Linked DNA regions of Mus musculus: region 2 is linked to region 1. The links are chromatin contacts, called in public HiChIP or PLAC-seq maps. All regions are on one chromosome and are shown on one strand. Each heading gives the region's core, a stretch centred on a gene start, on an enhancer-like site or on the middle of the called end of the contact. The rest is flanking DNA. Distances are from core to core; before and after follow the strand shown.

The links. HiChIP or PLAC-seq counts read pairs in DNA pulled down with a chosen protein or histone mark.
Region 2: an HNF4G HiChIP or PLAC-seq map of pancreatic cancer cells shows a contact between it and region 1. The contact joins two enhancer-like sites. A contact is called at or near these places in 1 of 15 datasets of contacts at CTCF or cohesin (the NIH/3T3 cell line), 13 of 484 Hi-C or Micro-C datasets (cerebral cortex, cortical neurons, embryonic stem cells and 1 more), 5 of 115 datasets of contacts at active chromatin or transcription factors (bone marrow-derived macrophages, embryonic basal ganglia, embryonic fibroblasts and 2 more) and 1 of 9 other capture datasets (embryonic stem cells).

What each region holds. Positions count from the first base shown.
Region 1 is chr17:80,763,103-80,768,766 of GRCm38.p6, reverse strand. No RefSeq gene overlaps it. Among named protein-coding and RNA genes, the nearest start is that of Gm33538, 19 kb to the left of the region's middle. Within about 2 kb of position 3,371, at least 48 of the 459 cell types and tissues checked have an H3K27ac peak or open chromatin away from gene starts, as enhancers often do. A contact at or near this core is called in bone marrow-derived macrophages and pancreatic cancer cells, where this site is marked.
Region 2 is chr17:80,979,164-80,984,827 of GRCm38.p6, reverse strand. All of the region lies in intron 1 of Tmem178 (transmembrane protein 178), which reads right to left. Among named protein-coding and RNA genes, the nearest start is that of Tmem178, 37 kb to the right of the region's middle. Within about 2 kb of position 2,852, at least 71 of the 459 cell types and tissues checked have an H3K27ac peak or open chromatin away from gene starts, as enhancers often do. A contact at or near this core is called in bone marrow-derived macrophages and pancreatic cancer cells, where this site is marked.

The DNA.
Region 1 (5,664 bases), core at 2,122-4,621:
CCTAAAACTAGGGCCTGGGCTGGCAAGATAGCTCACCGGGGAAAGTGGTGGTGCACAAACCTGCTGGTGATGCACAGGTTTTCAGATCAATAGAAACAGTTACTGTATCCATATATCACCTGGGTGCCATAGGGTCAGTCTATTTGCTGCTTTTTGAAGTGTTTTCGCTACTGCTGTCACAGTAAAGAGACACCGTGACCATGGCAACTCTTATAAAGCATTTAACTGAGGGCTTACTAATGTTTCAGAGGATTAGTTCATGGTCATCATGGCAAGCGTAGGGCTAAGATCTTACATCCTGATCCTCAGGGCAGGGGGGACAGAGAGAGAGAGAGAGAGAGAGAGAGAGAGAGAGAGAGAGAGAGAGAGAGAGTCCTAGCATGGGTTTTTGGAAACTACCAAGCCCACTCCCAGTGACACATCTCCTCCAGTGAAGCCTCCTAATCCTTCCCAAATAGTTCTACTAACTGGGTACCACACATTCAAACATATAAATCTATGGCACACGTTCTCATTCAAACCACCACCAGAAGGAACTAGAATGTTCGTGACTCAATATCCTTTCAATACATGAGACACTTCTGACTTGTTCCTCACCCCCGCCACAAGCTTCCTCATGACCAGACCGTGAAGCAAAGATTTGGAGAGATAGACTAGCTACTGTAGAGAGGGCTGTGTTGTGGCTTAGAGTTAGTTCAAAGGAGACAGCCTGACTTTTCTACCTTAGATCAGAGAAAATATGATCCAACTATTGCCATCTATACGCCAGTGATGGAAACTATTAAGACAGAAGGAGGGTGAGCAGCAGAGAATGACCAGGAGTGGAAATAACACACTTGATCTCAGATTCTTTGGTTATGTCATAAGGAGGTATCCATGAAAGCTGTGACTTGGGAAGGCTACTCTACATTTTGGGCCATGATATGGAAAGGAAGGAAGGAAGGAAGGAAGGAGGAGGAGGAGGAGGAGGAGGAGAGATGGAGAAGGAGGAGGGATGGAGAAGGAGGAGGAGGAGGAGGAGGAGGGATGGAGAAGGAGGAGGAGGAGAGATGGAGAAAGGAGAAGGAGGAGGAGAAGAAGAAGAAGGAGAAGGAGGAAGAGAAGAAGAAGGAGGAGGAGGAGGAGGAGGAGGGGAAGGAGGGGAAGGAGGAGAAGGAGATAAGGAGGAGGAGAAGAGGGAGAGGAAGAGGAAGAAGAAGAAGAAAAGAAGGAGGAGGAGGAGGAGGGGAAGGAGAGAAGGAGGAGGAGAAGGGGGAGAGGAAGAGGAAGAAGAAGGAGGAGGAGGAGGAGGGGAAGGAGGGGAAGGAGAGAAGGAGGAGGAGAAGAGGGAGAGGGAGAGGAAGAGGAAGAAGAAGAGGAGGAGGAGGAGGAGGAAGAAGAAGAAACTCTTATCAATAAAGAAATGAACAAGAGCAAAAGCATCAAATACCCTAAAGGACATCCTAGAAATCTCTGAATCCTTTAATCCTCTAGGGAAGGAGAGCTGTGAGTCTAGACTCTTTTTGGTTTTTCGTTTACAGCAATGAAACTTGGTGAAAAGTTCACCCAGAACTACAGGGTTGTGGTTTTTAATTTATCAATGGAACATCGATTTGTCACTGAAAAAAAAATGTCATGGGAACAAGATAAAGCTTATGTAAATGGAATACACTATTTCTTAATAGTTTGATTTTTACAGCACCAAATGGAGGTTATTATCCACGTTGGGTTATAATTTAAATAATGGCTGTGGATCCCCAGAGTGAACTCAATTAATTGAGGGTTCTTCAGGTGGCTAATGAAAAATAAAATCCAATGGATTTTCTACCTTTAGCAAATGGAATTTGTGCATATCAGAAAGATGTTATTATATGGGTAACTGATTGGCCTAACATATTCCTTGCTTTGCTTTGGTTTGAGACAGGATCTCATGTAGCACAGGTTGGCCTTGAACTCACTATGTAGCTAAGGATAGCTTTGGACTTCTAATCCTCTTGCACCTATGTCCAGAATGTAGACATTTCCTTATTCTCAGATTCCACCAGCTTTTCTGTTTTGTTTGTTTGTTTGTTTGTTTGGTTGGTTGGTTGATTGGTTTTTTTTTTTTTCCTGGTGTTAGAAACTAAACCTGGGACCTGCTAGCTTATACTAGGCTAGTGCTCTACCACTGCCCTATAGACTCAGTTGTTAACTACTATTACTGACTTAATTATTAATACTGACTATCATTAGTATTCAATAAGTAGGTTGTAACTTTACTAACTCCAAAAGGGAGGCAGCACACGCCTGCCATCTTAGTACTTATAGGATCTAGTTGTGTCATGTTGGCGCCCTTTCTAGGACACCGTGACCTTAAAACTAAGTACTCATCTGTGATTATATCAGTTTATTCTATATTCAACTAACCTTAATCCCTGAAGGCTTCAGATTTTTTTCCCAACCTTAAACCCCCCCCCTGGGGGCTGGAGAGGTGGCTTGGGGTTTAAGCGCACCCCCTCCCACAACCCCTCCCCCATCCCTTGCTCCCGTTCTCCCCTGAGCATGTTGGGGCTCCCCTGGGTACCCCCTATTCTTCCTTTAGGAAAGGTGGACTGTATCAGGGTATTAGCAGCATTGAGATTATAGTACTGAGTATAGTACTGAGTATAGTACTGCTTTTGCAGAGGATCCAGATTTGGTTCTCAGCACCCATGTGTGACCACTCACAGCTGTCTGCAAGTCCAGTTGCATGGATCCAACACCCTCTTCTGGCCTCCATGAACTCCTACACACACGTGATGCACACAGACTAGTGCAAGAGAATAACACAGAAATGAATAAATATACACACCACTTAAAGCTAACTTAAAAAAAATCTAAAATTATCTCTACCAAACAACCTAATATGTAAGAAAACATCTTTCAGTTCATGTGGTGAAAGCAATCTATATGTATATAGAGAAAGTGACCTGGCTTTAAAAAAAATAGGTAAAGGGGAGACTTTTTTTTTTTTTAACATATGAGCTGGAAGTAAAATTCAGTTACATTCTGTTTTGTTTTTGCTGTTGTTTTTACTTATTCACTTTACATCCATTCACTGTCCCCATCCTGGTCACCCCCTTCCACAACCCCTCCCCCATCCCTTGCTCCCGTTCTCCCCTGAGCATGTTGGGGCTCCCCTGGGTATCCCCCATTCTTCCTTTAGGAAAGGTGGACTGTATCAGGGTATTAGCAGCATTGAGATTATAGTACTGAGTATCTCTAAGTTCCCTAAAGAATGGGCTTTTATTGACATTTTATATTTCCAAAGCAAGAGTGCTGTTTCAGATTCCTTGCCCAGTCAGTCTCTGGCATTTGCCTTGTGACGCTGAAGCTGTGAGTATTACATTACTGTACCATGAATCACTGCTGCTGCCCAGCAGGAAGTAACAACAGAAATGCAAAGAAATGGTGATTCTTTTCTTCCTGCTGTGAACTGAAGAGTGCACATGTTTTTCATTTAGGCATTTTCCTTCTGTATCAAAGATAGAAAACTGCAACTGCAATATAAAGACTTATTATATAAACATGGAGCATATAATTGTATACACATGGGCGTTTGTCTCTGTGTGCATACATGAATGTCTACAACTTTCTATAAAATTCTACCAGAGATATATGTTTCTTTCAATTATGGTTTTAAGACTCTATATCTTGGTTTTAAGTCTTCTCACCACAAAGAAATGATAAGAATACCAGGTAAGAGTGTTAATTGGCTTTACTAGGCTAGTCTGCATGTATACATATGTTAATATATCACATTGTACCTCATAAATTTAATCAATTATTTTTCTATAAAAATGAAATAAATATTTACAAATCAATATCTTTTTTAAAAAAATCTACATTTCAAGGCTGGAGAGATGGCGCAGCAGCTAGGAATGATCGTAGCTCTTATGCAGAAGACCTAAGTAGGTTTTCCAACACCTGAACCGGGATACCCACAAGCCTGTCACTGCAGCCCCAGGGATATCTGATGGCTCTGACCTCCTCAGCCAGCTGACTTCATGTGCACGTTCCCACACTTAGACAAACACATGCACATACACATAATTAAGAAGCAATAAAAATAGCCAAGCCGTGGTAGTATACACCTTTAATCCCAATACTCCAAAGGCAGAGGCAGGCAGGTCTCTGAGTTTAAGGCCATCCTGGTCTACAGAGTGAGTTCTAGGACAGTCAGGGCTACACAGAGAAACCCTGACTTGAAAATAATAACAGTAATTATTTTAGCAGTAGTATTAGTAGTAGTAGTAATTATTATTTTAAATGCACATTTAAAGATCAGTATAAAATAATCATACACTATATATATTTGATATATGGTTCTTTGAATGTCTATTTTTTTCTGTATCTAGTATGACTTTTTTTTACTAAGGTCAGATTTTTTTAACTTTAATATATAATAAACTAACCATATATACATTTCTTTCCTATGCTGCTAAGCAAAGCTTCTCAGAGAGAGAGAGAGAGAGAGAGAGAGAGAGAGAAAGAGAGAGAGCAAGAAACAATAAAGGAACTGGTTCTTTAGAAATCTGCAACTGTAGCATCAACCTTAAAAGTGAGACTCCTCCTGGGACTGGAGAGACAGCTCAGCAGCTAAGAGCATTTAGTGTTCTTGCAAAGGACCCTAGTTCAGATTGCTGCATCCATCCGTGTGGGTGGCTCACAATTGTCTGTAATTCCAGTTCCAGAGGATCCCATGCCTCTTCTGACACTCAGACAAGTATACACTGGTGTGTATGGGCACACAGATGCAAGCATGAGCACACACACACACACACACACACCATACATAAATAAAAAAATACACGTTTTTAAAGGGAAACTCTTCTTGAAAACGAATCTCGGTGAACCACTGTCGCATGCTTCTGAGCCAGGCTGTTAGTGCAGTGACGTGTGGCTAGTGAGGACATTCTGAGTCCTTCCTGTTACTTACAATGACCTTGAAATTCATTTCTGATTTGTTTACTTCAAATTTTCAAATTAAGAAAATTCTATTAGGCTTTTCACTATTCGCTAATTCTGGTCCCATCTGCAGACACCCACTACCCGCAAGAGCTGCCGCATCCTAACTCAGGTCCTATGTCAAACGTAAGAAGGGACCTTCCAGTCCTCTTCCTGTCGTACCTCAAAAGCAAGTCTCAGGGCAGCCACTGGGTTGAGTCTAGACTTAAGTCATGAAATCAGCTAATAGCCTACCACAGTTTTATCTCTGAGTTTGCATGAATTCCCAGTGTCATCCAGCTCAGTGAACAGAAGGCTGGGGCCAGAAGAGCTCTGTTCCAGTCCCAGATCAGTAACACGTGTGTGTGTGTGTGTGTGTGTGTGTGTGTGTGTGTGTGTGTGTGTGTGAGAAACAAGCACAGATAATGGTACGGTACTCTTCCCTAAGTGGAAAACAGAAGTCAGAGCTCTCAAGCACCCTTCAGCACCCTGGGATACATGCTCTCCCTGTGTATTTTGAGTGAACAAGAAACCGTAGATCATACTCCAAAGCTATTTTTCGAATAAGGGGTGAGACCAACACCAGCAGCCCGGAGACTCGTGAGCTAAAAATAGATCGTGCGTCTGCTTATCTCAGAAATACTTCATATGCATTTTCTTAACTCGAGAAGTCAAGCTGAATTTGATTAGGCACATGTCTACACATCCCACAAGCCCACC
Region 2 (5,664 bases), core at 1,603-4,102, 220 kb before region 1:
AAGAAAACTATATAATATCTTGTGTTTGTGCCTTGGGTGTCAGTCCTCAGGTCTCTCTGCCATTTTTACCCACCCACACTCTTTTTTCTTTCTTCCTCTCTCTCTCTCTCTCTCTCTCTCTCTCTCTCTCTCTCTCTCTCTCTCTCTCTCTCTCTTTGAGACAGGACCTCTCACTGGCCTGGAACTCACTAATAGACTAGGTAGTCTGACCAGTCAGTAAGTCTTTAGAGATGAACCTGTTCCCAGTTTCCAAGTGCTGGGAGCATAACCTTTACCATCCCATCCAGCTTGGATCTCAATCTCCCCCCGACTCCCCGCCCCTGCCCTGGTCCTTTAAAAAAACAAACAGACAAACAAAAAATATCATGGGTTCTGCAGATCAAAATTGTGTCCTCTTACACAACTCCAGGAAAATATGCCACTTTCTTTGATATTTTCTATGCAAAAACTGTTCCCAATACTAGCAATCTGAACTCAGCAACATGTAAAAAGCCATGCACCATGACCAGATGAGACACATGTCGGGAATACAAATGGGTTCACTAGACAAAGTTCAGTTTATGCAGAATACCATGTATGGACCAGAAGACAGAGATGACCTGATCATCCCAATTACACATAAAAATTATCTAACAAAACCTCCGTGAGGGATGGGGAAACGGCTCAGCAGGCCAAGGGCTTGCCCCATCAGCATGATGGCTGGAGTTCAGATCCTCAACACCTACATAAATACTGGCTGGGCGTGGCAGCCCATCCTAGTCCCAGGAGAAGCCCAGAGAGAGAGAAGGTCCCCAGAGCAAGCTGACTAGCTGATCTGTTGGAACAGGCACGTTCAAGTATGGTGCTCTGCCTCAGTATCTCAGATGCAGAGTAATTTATGTGGATGGCCAACATCAAGCCCTGGTTTCTACCCGCATCCACATATACTTGTTCCTCCACAAGGGGAGATAGAGATATACCAATACACCACACACATACACATATAAAAGTAATCCAATTGACATTCACCAACGACCCCAGGAATAATTATTCCACTAAACAAAAAATGTCTGAAGTTCAGAGGTTGAGGAATTAGCCTAGGCCACAGTACAACGACATAAGCAAGTCTTAATGTGTGTGTGGTTAGACAAACTGAATTCTTTAACTTTTAGAAACTGGTGCTAATTCTACAGATTTCTACAGTTATTGCTATTCTAAAGTAAAACGGTCAATTCGATATGAAAAATCGATTTTTTTTCCAATTCAGTACCAACGTGAGCACTTTTGGAAACAAAGCTGCTTCCTGGCAGAGGGCTGTGTCTGTCTCCATTTTCCACACCTGTCGATACATTTCATTTGGGGATTAGACCAGCTACATGGCTGACTCCATGGCTTCCCCACCTGCATCTCTTAGAAGCTGCCTCATGCTGGTGAAGAGGTACGGAATTGGGAAAACAAAACAAAAACCAGCTTTCTCAGACTCAGAGATGGTTTGCCTAGAACGACTTCTGCACTTAAGACACTGTGTGCTCCCTTAAACTACTCTAAACATCCCTGGGACTGATTCTCTCCTCTGTGCCTTCATAGTACCACGCAGTCCCCCAGGAGGCAGGGCTACAGGAAGAGGGCAATCGCCTGGCCGGTGCTCTGCTGGAGTGAGACCCGAGGCTAGCAGCGCAGACATCACCAGACACACTTCATATCCCTTGGATCTTAGTCTAATTGCCAAGGACGCTGATCGAGCATCAGAAGGTGGAAAGAGAGGGAGCAGATCTGACGAGCAGCACTCAAAAGTCTCAAAGATCAGAGGTCTGGTGGGGAAGCTCTGATATCCTAAGCTCGGTATACAAGAAAATGTCCTATGTTCCCAGTGCTCCACTCCTGGGGAAAAAATGATCAGAGAGACTCCGGACTTTGGAGAAAGAGTGTGTGAAGGACGGATCCGAGGCCAGCCACAAGACTTCCGATCTCCTTCTCTTTAATACGTGTTCTACCGCCACAGCACAAAGTGAGACAGATTTGAAGAGGAAAGTGTAATTATCAGGGTTTGGCTTCCCACATCCCAAGCATTAAGCCAATAAAAACGACACAGAAAAAGACCTGCTGGTGCTGGGTGGCTCACCAAAGCTATTGACTCAGAAAGAAAGACATGGACGGACAGTCTACATGGGTGAGCATGAATTCCCTGTGGTGATGGTAAGGAGTGATACCGGCAAAATCCACTAGGAGGCGTTAGACCCCAGTGCTCTCAAAGCCACACAAGCAAACTCTGAAATCAACCTTGCTTTCTGGGCTCAGAAAGGACGAATCTGGCGCTCTGCAAAGGAGCACAGAAAGCATGAGCTCATAGCACCAGATGGCATCGCACAATGAGGGGAAAAAGCATGCAGGGGGCTGAAAAGAACAAGCCGTGGTCTATATTTGGTGAATAATTAGCTTCTTACAGGGCCAAGTAAAGCCACTTTAAGGATGCTAAAAAACCATAGAATAAGATATATAAATAAATACATCCTACTGGATGAGGAATGGAGCCTTTGGTCTGGTGAATCGTTGCTGTTTCTACTGCTGACAATAGTGAACTAGCCCCACAGCTAGTGAGTCGCGGGGACACACGGGGAGGTTAAATAAGGGAGAGACATAGCAAGTATGAGATACTACAAAACTCACAGTAATTCAACACTGAGACGTCATTCAGGCTTCGAACCTGGGCAGAGAGACAGGACGTGGGTTTGAATTACAGCTGTGTAAACTTAGCAAATCCTTTAACCTGCGCCTGAGTTCCCTCTCTTATAAAAGCAGAGGTCTGATGGCATAGACTCTGTAGGGTTATTGTGAAGGGCTTAGCCCTTTATAAACCTCAATGCTGGACTGTGAGTCATCTCTTGGCAAATGCTCACATTCATTAGACAGAACCACTGCCCCATACCAGGAGGCTGGACCCTAAATGGCCATCGCAGATTAGCTCATGTGTACAAAGGGATAAACAGAACCATGCAACAGTTGCCCGGGGCAGTGATCCAACCACTGGTCCCTCTTGCCTGTCCACTCCTGTCTTCTGTGCAAGACTCCCAGCACTGGGCTCCTGCAGAGATTGCCAACTAACGTCGATATCACTCTTCTCTCAGACAGCAGGCCACATGTGTGCCACCGCTGGTCTAATCTGCTTTGTGATCACGTACGGTGTCTGGGGCCTCAGTAATCCCTGAGAGGTCTGGAGAGATGGGCTCAGAGATAGGTTCGGTGGCTAAAAACACGGGCTGCTTTTACAGAGAACCTGGGTTTGATTCCAAGCACCCATGTGGTGACACATAGTCATGTATAAAACCACTTCCAAACGATCTAGTAGCCTCTTTTGGTCTCTGAGAGCACCAGGCACACACATGGAATACAGAGAAACATATAGGCAAGACACATACACATAAAATCCTTCCTTTAAAAAATAAGTTAAATGTAATTTGAAGTCATCTTCCTGTATTTTGCAGTATCATGTTATATTGCTTTTTACTTTTTTTAAGATTTGTGTGCTTTTATTTATGTGTATGATTGTGTTGCCTACACAAATGTATGTGCACTATGTGTCTACTGCCCAGGAAGGCCAGAAGGGGGAACCAGATATCCTGGAACTTCAGTTACTGGTGTGGTGAGCCATGGCCTGGGTTCTGGGTTCTGGATTCTCTGGAAGAGCAGTATGGGGCCATCTCTCCTGCCCCCACTATATTTTTTACAACTCTCATTTTGAGAGAGGATCTCTTTACATAGGCCTGGTTGGCCTGGAGCTTGCTGTTAGACCAGGCTGGCCTCTGCCTTCCAAGTGCTAGGATTACAGTTATGTGCCACTATTCCCAGCTTACGTGGGATTTAAATTAGTGGCTGTGAGAGTTTTACTTGCCATAATAGATGCATTTATTTAAAAATAAAGTGCTTGGCACATATAAGCATTATGTACTTATTTATTACATAGCTTTAGTGTTCGGCCAATATGCCAACTTTCCAATTTTGACAACTGAGAGAGAGAGAGAGAGAGAGAGAGAGAGAGAGAGAGAGAGAGAGAGAGATCTCATACTCCCTCAGTGCATGATATTAGGGTTTCTGTGTATCATATCACACCGTGAGAACGTGTGAATGGCTTCCCATTGACTGGAATCTCTGTAGCCCTACCTTACTGACCCTGAGAATAATTCCCAGAGGCCACTTCTGTCCTTAAAAGTATTCCATGGCAGTGCTGTGCCTGTTTCCATGACCCTCCTATTCCTACGGTGCTTGCCTTCAATTCTTCCCAAACTCAGTTCTGTCTTCTTGAGCTCATGCCTTGGTTGCCGAGTTCTGACTTTGGTCTTTTCTGGTGGGTCAGAGAGTCACCCTCTCCGCTCATGACTCAACTCCCTTATAAGCAGACGCTATGGCTTCTTTGTCAGAGCGCGGCATCTCTCAGATAAGTCTGGAAAGGGTAAAATAACAGCAAGGCCTCCGACACTTGAGAGCCTCTCGATGGCAGGTCACGACAGTATGCACTCTTCCTAAAACACTTAAGGGTCACTTGGAATTCCATAAGTGGCCCATGGGCAGAAAGTAAAGGACTCTTTGTTTCTTTAAAGCTCTGCCAGCACACACCCCAGTTTAAAGGGGGAGATCGGCCCTAGGGTTACAGGTCAGGGCAGCGGCTATGTTCTTGTCAGAGAGACTTCATCTCAGAGGGAAGCAGGTGTTAAGCAGATGAAAGAAATGTCCCCTTGTCGCTCCCTTTATCAAGAGCTGACTTGAATTGAATAAGCCAAGTGCAGTAAACTGGGCAGCTTCTACTGACTAGAAGAGCCTTGGCCAGCTGCAAGCACCTTCCGAGGGCAAACCCGTCCAGTCTACGTACTGAAAGGAGGATACGCAAGCTGAAGGGGTAAATATGAGTAGGATTGTCCAGAGGGAAGAGATGCCACGTGCTACACAATTCCAAACTTCCTAAGAGTCATATTAAAAAGTAAACAGGGGAATTGACTTTATTGTTATGTATAGACATATAAGCATAGCATTTTGATCTTCTGTGTGTAATTTGTTTATTTCTATTTGAGGTGTATTGGTGTTTGAGCTGCATGTGTGTCTGTGTGAGGGCATCAGACCCCCTGGAACTGGAGTTGCAGGCAGTTGTGAGCTGCCACGTGGGTGCTGGGAACTGAAAAGTCAATGTTCTTAACCGCTCATCCATCTCTTCAGCCACAATTTTGCTTTTTTTTATTTTTTTAATACAGAATCTCATATAGCCCAAGGATGGACAGAACTCCTGACTCTCCTGTTTTCACCTCCCAAGTGCTGGGTGGGACGACAGGCACACAAGACCGTGTCTAGTTCTATGTGGAGGGGGATCAAGCCTGGAGCTTTGTGAATGTTAGGAACATATCTACCAACTGAAGTATATTCCCATTTAATATTTTAAACATATAATCGACACTTTGAAACTTCTTAATGCCATTTTGATGTATTCTTCGGTCAGGAAGTCTCTCTCTCTCTCTCTCTCTCTCTCTCTCTCTCTCTCTCTCTCTCTTGCTCTCGCTCTCGCTCTCTCTCTCTCTTTTAGAGGAGTTTTGGTTCAGGTGCTCAGCATCCTGTGTGGCTGACAGTCATCACTGCAGCGAGAGGTGAGAGGTGCACAGTGCTGGACCGTTTAGAATTAAGTGCCCAAACAAGGATAGCCCT